Linked DNA regions of Zea mays: region 1 is linked to region 2. A link is a contact called in public Hi-C data. All regions are on one chromosome and are shown on one strand. Each heading gives the region's core, a stretch centred on a gene start, on an enhancer-like site or on the middle of the called end of the contact. The rest is flanking DNA. Distances are from core to core; before and after follow the strand shown.

Evidence for each region. Hi-C and Micro-C count contacts between places; a contact is called where the count stands out from the background.
Region 1: a Hi-C map of ear shows a contact between it and region 2, with 2.9 times the contacts expected there. The contact joins the promoter of LOC100279065 here to the promoter of LOC103634152 in region 2. A contact is called at or near these places in 2 of 25 Hi-C or Micro-C datasets (ear and tassel).

What each region holds. Positions count from the first base shown.
Region 1 is chr7:127,633,846-127,638,838 of Zm-B73-REFERENCE-NAM-5.0, forward strand. It overlaps LOC100279065, which reads left to right and starts at 1,571. Exons shown (of 9, transcript NM_001354577.1): 1 at 1,571-2,183; 2 at 4,427-4,564; 3 at 4,653-4,722; 4 at 4,810-4,880; 5 at 4,963-4,993. The coding sequence starts at 1,677.
Region 2 is chr7:127,105,873-127,110,606 of Zm-B73-REFERENCE-NAM-5.0, forward strand. It overlaps LOC103634152 (serine/threonine-protein kinase), which reads right to left and starts at 2,226. Exons shown (of 4, transcript XM_020541272.3): 1 at 1,550-2,226; 2 at 1,316-1,451; 3 at 906-1,042; 4 at 1-301. The coding sequence starts at 1,975.

The sequences.
Region 1 (4,993 bases), core at 321-2,820, 530 kb after region 2:
CATCAATGTTGGCGCCGTCACACGTTAGCTCGGCGATATAATGGCGCCGAGCCGGGGGGTCCATTTTTTAAAATGAAACTGCAAAGGGCATAATTGTGCAAAAAAAAACCCAAAAGGGCTAGATTGTAAAAAAGTTGGCCCTACTCACTGCCAACTCACTTTTTTAGTCTTAGGTGGTGTTTGAATGCACTAGAGATAATAGTTAGTGGCTAAAATTAGCTAAAGTCATCCAAACACTAGCTAATAGTTTAGCTATTAGTTATTTTAGTAAATTAGCTACTAGTTAGAGCATCTCCAAGCGACTCTTAATTTTTGGCTCTCTATTTGACTCTATATTTATCTTTTCATAAAGATTACACTTTATATGTAGCATCTCATCAGTCCAACAGGATCTAGTTTGACTAGTCAGAGTGGCTAGCCAAGTTTGGCCAGTGACGGAACCAATTTAAAGAGTCAAATAGCTTGACGAGTCACATTGTTAGTCGGTTGGAGATTTATTTTGCTACTAAGTAGCCAAAATTTGGCTTGACGAGTTAATTGACTAATCTTTTGAAGATGCTCTTAACTAACTATTTGTTAATTAGCTAATTATACTAGAATTTTTTAGTCAACTAACTATTATCTATAGTGCATCTAAGGGAGTGTTTGAATGCACTAGAGCTAATAGTTAATTAGCTAAAAATATACTAGTAGAATTAGCTAGCTAACAGATAGTTAGCTAACTAGTAGTTAATTTACTAAAAATAGCTAATAGCTAAACTATAAGCTAAGGTGTTTGAATATCTCTAGCTAATTTTAACCACTAACTATTACTCCCTCCGGTGCAGTAAAAGAAGTCATCCTGCGCGTGACCGAGCGTGCACAAAAAGAAGTCATAGCGCGCGTGGGTCTGGGATTTGGACGTTATTGCCCCTAGTAATTGCACAAAAAAAGATGCATTTAAGAGGAATCGAACTTGAGACCTCCAGTCTAGAATGCCTTGGAGCTGCTGCAGCAACCAATCAAGCCTGATTGTTTTAGTGACATTAATGCACTCATATCCCTATTTAATAGGGGCAAACAGGGAAAACTCTATGATAATTAATCACTCCTTGGTATGCACAATTATGTCCTAAACGACTACCTTTACTGCACTGGAGGAAGTATCTCTAGTGCATTCAAACACCCTCTAAATACCCTTCATCTTCCGTGTTCGCTCCTTCCAACCAATCGATACAGAGATCTATTCTAGAAAGCAGCTTTATCCGAGAATCTAGCGGAAGCTGTTTTTCGAACCACGCGGCCCACCTGAGCTGATCTTTTCCTCCCTTTGTCAGAGTCCGCAGTTACTACCGCAGCTGAGAGATCAAGACGAGATCTCGGACGAAATGGAAGTTTCTCAAATTTCTGCATGCGAACGAGAACGAGCGCCGACGCGTCCAAATGGCAAGGCCGTAATTGCAGTGCCACGTCTGACCGTTTCCCTGTGTGTCTGTCTCCTCACTCCCGTGTCCCGTCTCCTTTTTTCCCACTACGCGGTCTTCGCTCGCTCCTCGAGTTCAGTCCTCACCTCCCCACCGAGCTCCATTAATGGCGCCTCCCCTAATTTTGCCATAAGTGCCGAGACCACGTGGGGTCTGGGAAGGAAAGGCTACTGCCACTTCAGAGGTCGGCCTGGGAGGCTGCATCGCATCCACATGGGGTACCAGCCCATGCACGGCAACGGCGGGACAGCCGGTGCCGGGACATCAGGCTCCGGCGGCGGCGGCGGCGGAGACCACTTGCGCCACCACCAGCAGCAGCGCCTGCACAGCCCCCGCATGGCCGGCGGAGGCTCCATGACGCGCCGGGCCAGCTCGTTCAAGCGCGGCGGGGGCGGCGAGATCGAGCTCCAGATCGGCTCTCCGCGCTCGCCGAGGTGCGACGGGTTGGGGAGCCCTCCCTCGGACTCCGTGGAGTCGTCCGGTAGCGGCCTCCTCCTCCACCAGAGCCAGCAGAACCAGCACCTCCGGTTCCGGCTCTTCAAGCCGCCGGTCTCCGGCGGCAGCGCGGTCGGACTTGGTCTGGGGATCCGCGAGAGGAGGAAGCTCGGGAACATGCTGTTCCTCGCCTTCTGCGGCGTGTGCTTGCTCCTCGGCGTCGTCAAGATCTTGGCGGGCGGCTGGTTCGCCCTCCCTGGCAATGACAAAGACGCCGATTTGAAGGTAAATAATTAGGATTTTTATGTGCAATGGTAGCTGTTATTATTTGATACGCCTATGTTGTTCACCCTCCTGAGTCATGATCAACAGCTCCTGGAGAGTCACCTAAATGTCTTATCCCAACTTGTCATGATGAATAAACATGCTCTCAGCCTACTTGTTCAGTTACTTGCAAGCTCGGTGGTCTCGTTGCAGAAAGCATCACGATTTTCTGAATTTGTTTATCAGATGCCCCTTTTCATAGAATTTATTACCCTTAGCATTCCCAATTGTAGCAATGCATTTTGCGAGCCTAGTAATTTCCAGCTGTAATTTCACTCAGTGGGATTAGGACCGCAATGGTTTAACAGATATCTGATGGGACCTGCATTCTGTTGTGATCCTTTTAGTTTGGATTGTATAAAAAATCATTTTAATGAAATAGCTGGGAGATATAAGAGACCGGCCTAGCAAAAATAATCTGGTTTTGGATCTGTTAGGTTGGACCATTTGAGTTAGGGAGCATATCAAGTGCAAACCAATCTATTGGTGCAAAACTTGCAAACCAACACAAGAATGGAGACAAGAATGGAGGTGGCAAGACCTTTTTTATATGATTTTTTTTAAAAGGTTCTCCCACCTCCATTCTTTTGTTGGTTTGCACCAATAGGTTGACTTGCACCTGATATGTTACATTTATACTGTTCTATGGAACTTCATTAGATAGGTACCAATGAGAAGCTTTCGGTACAGACGGACAGGTATTGGCAGTTGGCTTACAAAGAGACACTAGCTCTAATGTTACTGTCTATTACTCTATTGGCAGTTGGTTTCTGTAGGCTGTTTGTGCACCTTCGTTTTCTTCTCCCGTATATGTCTATGGTCTCATATAGACACCTTTTGTCTTTGTCATCAATGGTCATGGTCTTTACTAGCCATAGGTGTGCATATGGTAGTTAATACTAGGGGTGCAAACAGTCAGATAGCTACAGTCTTGGTTTCGGATTCAAATACCGATGGTGTCAACTGTGTCGGATAGTTCTTGTGTCATGTGTGTGTGGGGGGGGGGGGGGGGGGGGGCATGTGGGTGCGTGTGTGTGAACATCAGAACATGGGTATGGATGGATCTGTACTCTTCTATACGGATTCAAACTTGGATACGGTCAGAAAATATCTGTATCATTTGCACCCCTAGTTAATACGATTAATCTCTGTGTTCATTGCTTGGGCTTATACATAAGAATTCCTTACTGAGTACTGCCAGATCAAAACTGCAACCTTCTTATTGCCTCTCACCATTGACTAGAGTAGTGCCCTTATCTCTCTATTTAGTCTAGCAATTAGCCAATGCTAGACTTCCATACGCTGGATTTGATCAACGACCAATTTCGGAAATTTCTCTTCCGAATCTTTCTAGAGTCGCCTCTGTTATGCCTAAATTTATACATAAAGACTGTTTGGTCTGGGCAGTGAACATTCTTGTAGCATAAGGACAAGTCCTCCAGTTGTGAGGCTACCAACCAGGGCTCAAACCCTGGTTCGCACAAAAAGGCCCCTTGCTGTGTTCCCCAAAAGCATGAGTGCTTGTGGCAACCATGCCCTCTTACCGGTAAGAACAAGCTGTCAGGTGCCTTTTCTTGAGTCTTGACCTTTGAAGCAATGCCTTTAGGGCCTGTTTGGAAGCAAGGTATTTTTATAGTTTCTAAGCAATACCATGGTTTATAGGAATATTTAAGTATTTTATGCCATGAGGTGTTTGGTTGCAATCCTAAAAATTATGTTTCAAAGCCATGGTATTTTAGATACCATGATATTTTTGGAGTATTTAAAACTCCGCTCCAACCCAAAGTTTTCATGGCATGGCTAGCTTTTGTCTAAATACTATGGTTTACATTATTGTATCCATACAATATTGCAAAACTACGGTATTCTTGGAAGTGACCAAAACTATGGTATTGTCATGACAATTGCAATGTATAGTATTGTAGAACTATGGTTTTAAAAAACATTGTTACCAAACAGGCCCTCAGGGTGTCTTTGCCCCTTGGTTGAGCTTTTATTAGCAATAGTTTATTTCCAATCGTGTTGTATTTTTGTGTATGCCCTGAGCTTATTACATTGTTTCAGCATTTCATGAAGTTTATATAACCTGGATTTTTTATAGTTAATCCAAATTTATTGTTGATCCATATAATGGATTTAAGTATCAGAAGGTTTGGTACTATTATATTATAATGCAAATTGGATGCATTTTTACATGTTTGTAGGATCTCTCTATCTCCTTCTCTGGTGAGAAAGTGCATCAAGCTGATCATCACTTCGTATACATGGGAGGAAAAGAGAGTGACAGGACTTTGATGACAGTGGAATCTAGCATCGGTGGAAGAGAAGACGGTGTGGCTGAGGCTAGTAGTATATCTCTGCCTAGACCCATCCTTTTGTCAGCAATGATTTATGAAACTTTACTTTCTTTTTTGTTGGTGCTTCATGTAGGCCTCTGATATCTGGTCTCAGCCAAGCAGTACAAATTTCAGACAATGCATTGTTTCAAACTCTCATAAAAGTAAGTTAGTTTGTATGTCAGTAATATATCTAGCCTTTCTTCTGGCCTTTCTTGACATAATTTAGTCTCTTGTTCTTAATTTTGTAGAGCAAGATTCTCATACGAATGGTTACATTCTCATAAATGCAAATGGAGGTTTGAATCAAATGAGATTTGGGGTGCGGCTACTATTGTATAGATCTGTTCTAGGTATCTGTATTTGATGGCTGATATCTGATGGCATTGTTCCTCACATTGTAGATATGTGACATGGTTGCTGTTGCTAAGATCC
Region 2 (4,734 bases), core at 976-3,475:
CCAGGGCCGGGTCCATGACCTTGTACAGCCTGTCGGGGTGCTTGAGGTACGGCCTGGCCCAGTCCACCAGGCTCTGCTCCCGCGGCCGCCGCGACCGGTCCACCGACTGCCGGCCCGAGAGCAGCTCTAGAAGCACCACGCCGAAGCTGTACACGTCGCTCTTGGCGGTTAGGTGGCCCGTCAGGATGTACTCGGGCGCCGCGTACCCGTGCGTCCCCATGACACGTGTCGTCACGTGCGTCTCGTCGCCCTGTGGCCCGTCCTTGGCCAGACCGAAGTCGGACAGCTTGGTGTTGTAGTCCTGTAAGCAGAGAAGATACAGTTAGGTCGACAGAGTAGGCATGTTGGATTCATCTACGTATTAGTGGTCTATTGAGAACTGTTCACGTTTGATCGCCTGTGGGGTGCCTGTGTGGGACAGGCTGACAGTGACGGTTAGGATATTTTGGCTTGCTGAGTTGCTGTTGATGTGAGTGTAGGCTGGATAACCAGAGATTTTCTCAGGTTTGGTGTTTGGCTGTTTGCCCAGCAATAATCTTCCAAGTTCCAATCAGGTCAAGGCTTCCCATGACGTGCCAGCAAAAGTGTGCGTGGTTCAGAAACGTGTGACGCTGCAGGATGTGGTACTGAATGGCCACTTGGGTGACTCGCGTGGTCAAAAGGTTCAAAATTAATACAGTATTTTTTATAAGATTTCTGCTGGTAAATTGAATTCATGCAATTGTGGGACCTGGGCCCCAGGTTTGTCATCCTCTTTTGTTGGTAGTTACCGTTTGCAAGTGAGCTTGCATTTCGGAACCGCGTCCTTTTGTGGGCGAGTGCCTAGCAGTGTGCTGTGACGGGAAGTGCTTGCCTGACGCAAGTAGAAAGGGAAACTATATATATATAGCTATGAGCTCGCTTACCGAGTCGAGCAGGATGTTGGAGGCCTTGAAGTCGCGGTAGATCACCTGCGGGTCAGCGTCGTGGAGGAAGGCGAGGCCCTTGGCCGCGCCGACGGCGATCTTCATCCTCGTCATCCATGGGAGGGCGCCGTTGGTACCTGCAGCGACAAGGACGTTTCATGTGAGTATTTACTTCCTCCCCGGCATTGACCAAGGCTTGTGCATGTGTAGGCATGCGACCTGGCAGCGTATACAGCATCTACTAGGCAAAAAAATATTTTGCTCCTCCAGAAGGCACATTACAGAGCTCACCTAGTCCTACGACTTTAAACAGAAGCAACGGAAACCGGAGGCTTTGCTTGTTGGGCTCAAAAAAAAAATCGACCAAGCTAGCACGCGAGGCGACCAGAAGCAGGAAAAAAAGAGCTCACTTTTGAACAGGTGGTTCTCCAGGCTCCCGAAGCTCATGAACTCGTACACCAGCATCCGGTGCTCGGCCTCGTAGCAGTAGCCGATGAGCTTCACCAGGTTCTTGTGCCTCAGTTGCCCGAGGAAGAACACCTCAGCCTGCGAGAGCAAACAAAACGACAAAACCCCCCGCAGGTTCGGTCAGCGTCTGATCCGGTCGATCGAGCCGGTGACCGGCGTATGCATTATCCACTCACCAGCCACTCCTTGTGCCCCTGCGCGCCGCCCTCCAGGTCGAGGTACTTGACGGCGACGTCCTGCGCGCGCAGGCCCGGGCGGAGGGCCTCGCCGACGGCGCCCCTGTACACGGGGCCGAACCCGCCGCAGCCGAGGAAGTTGGCGCGGGAGAAGCTGGCCGTGGCGGAGCGCAGCTCGGCGTACGTGAAGGCGTGCAGGTTGGACCCGGACAGCGTCAGCGACAGGTCCTCGGGGGAGAGCGTCTCCGACGACGAGCCGAGGCTCGTGAGCGACATCCGCGACGACGACGACCTCGGGCTGTCCTTGCTGCTGCCGCCGCCGCAGCCGCGCCTCCGCCGCCGCCGCAGCGTCGAGCCGTCGTCCTCGACCGCCGCGCTGCCGCCCACGCAGCACAGGTAGGTCCTCCAGGACTGGGCGCCGGCCATGTCAGTCGGATCGAGAGAGGTGCGTTCGAGGAGCTCACGCGGGAGATTGAGGCTGGCCGGAGGGAAGGTCTGGGAGAGAAGAGAGAGAGAGATAGGCTTAGTTGGGGAGAAGCGCAGGTGGGCAGGCAAGCGTTTTATAAGCGCGCGCGCGCTCGCGGCTGGGGAGACGGCGATGGCATCGCGGGCGCAGCGCACCCAACCGGTGAGCGCCCGCACGGATGGCCGGCCCTGACTTGGAGGAGCGCGGCTTGTGGTTCTGGCAACGACTTTGAGCGCGCGGCAAAACCAAAACCGCGGGTGATGTGACCCCGCCGCAAACAGGGGACAAACACCGGGAGAGAACACCACACCTCACCACTGGACTGGACAACGCTGCATGGTGACTGGTAGCTGGGGCGCACGGCGTCACCGCTCGTAAAGTCCCCAACAGCTCCCCCAAGGCTGAAAGGGAAAACAGCAACCGGGTGACTCGGTGAGTAATGATGTGTTTGATTTGAGTAATGAGCTAGTCTATCATCTTCTTGTTTCTCACTATTTTTTGTTTGGTCTATAAAAAATATAATAAGTTGATTTATCATCACCTTATTTCTAATAGTTAGTTCTTAGTACTAATATGAGTAATGTAGTCACCCCACCAAATTTGAAGAATAAACCTATAATACACCACATCAATTTAATTAGATGAAATGATTCATCAAACTAAACACCCTATAACTGTGCAGCGTCACACCTACGAATAGTTTAGCGAGTCCATAGTAGTTAGTCCAAAGGTGTTTCATCCGATCCGGTTACTGCTGCTGGCGGCTTGCGCTAGTTTTCGTAGTAGTTAGTTAGTTACAGAGCGGTTTCGTAACTTTCGTTCGATGGCAGAGAAGAGCCGTGGATTTGTCTGCTCAGTGCTCGTCTGGGGCAAGTAAAAAAAAACGGAGGTCCGCAGGTGACGCTTAATTTGCAACTTGTGTGGAAAGGGCAAGTAAAAAAAAGCAAGCAAGGGATCGATATGGTATGGCCTAGCTAAACCCAGCCGGGGCGCGTAACGGAACTGGGCGTCGCCGCTGTTTTAGCCGGACCGTGCCATATGCCATGCATGGCCAAGTGTCAACGTCACGACGGCTTTGCAAGCTACGACGAGGACGATGATGGAGTGCTGGTCCAAAACGCTAGAGAACACGAGGTAGATTAGAGTCTAAACTCTACTAGTTCGTGTGCCGCCTAATCCTATAGCAGCAACAACTTTTTGCCTGGCGTTGGAATTGGAATGAGATTCGTGCATATCGATCTCCGCCTAATCTATCCTAGTACCTAGTACCTACCAACTGCTGCCGGAAAGTCTGCCCATGCATGGCACAGCTCTGACGTAGCCACGCGTTGTATCGTCTTCCCCTGTGGGCTGTGTGGGTGTGTGGATGGGTGTGGGTGGGTTTGCGAAACGAAACGGTGTCCTTTTTCTGCTCTCTGTCCCTGTCTGAGCAAAAGACAGGGCAAAAACTATCCCATCCTATTCCTTGGCACACGCTAGATGCATTTTTTTTGTTTTGATGAGACGCAGGCTACAGGTAGAGACGACATCGCAACATGCCCCGTATCTGAACCACCCTACAGTCCTAAACACGAGATCGGTCCTCCAGTTTATAGAATTGGGGAGGGTAATCTCCTGTCCACTGCTGCAGCGACAGCAGAATGATGACGATGATGATGAGGCCAACAGACGGGCCAGCACTTGGCAGTTGGGCGAGCCTGGCTGTCTGAGAGAACTTAAGAAGTCGAACGCGACCACACATGCTCGCGGGATTGGGAACGGGCCGGAGCCAGCCTGACACGTTCGCGGCTGCATATTCTAGCACCGCGCTAGCGCCTTCGGGTGCAGACTGCAGAGGAGCTAATGATGGTTTCTGTCGCGAAGCTTCCTCGGCGAAAATGGCAGGAAAAGGAACAGGGGCCACGAATGTTTTTTCGTGCTCGGGTGAGGAAAGCAACGTCCCGGCCTGACTCTTCGCCGCACAACTCAGTCTATTGAGTTTTTTTTCGAGGTGGTTTGGTACTCGGAGGCGCCAGGTGGCTGGACGGCGTATCTGCTCTACCTTTGTTATGCGTGTCACACCTGAATTTCAGAGAGTCCAAAATCTGATTGCGAACTTATGTAGAATCGAGTCTCACACATATGATGACTCATAATAAAAAAACGAATGTCACATCATTAATATATAACAGAGTTCTATACAAAATAGTTAAATAATTACATCATACGAAGACAACGATCCAACAACCATAGTTGACTCGAAGATAACGGCCTAGACCTCTCACGAACTCATCACAACATCTCTCTTGCGCCTCATCATGCGGTACCTGTTCTTGACCTAGGGGAATGTGAGTACAGCAAGGGTGAGTTCATATACGTTCATCGCTCAACAAATTGTGAGGAATAATGTGCATGAACTCGCCAAAGATGGTAGCTCATGCGAAGTGTAAGGCTTACCAAAGGAAATAGTTAAAGCTGAGCATTGTTTTTAAAGTTGCTCAAAATTTTATTAACAGTTACTAAGTGTAAGTAGATATTGAAAGGGAATTAGGCTTACACCTAGTTCCTAAATAATTTTGGTGGTTGAATTGCCCAACACAAATAAATTGGGCTAACTAGTTTGCTCTAGTGTACAAGTTATACAGGTGCCAAAGGTTCACACTTAGCCAATAAAAAGACCAAGAATTGGGTTCAACAAAGAGAGCAAGGGATAACCGAAGTGTGCCCTGGTCTGGCGCAG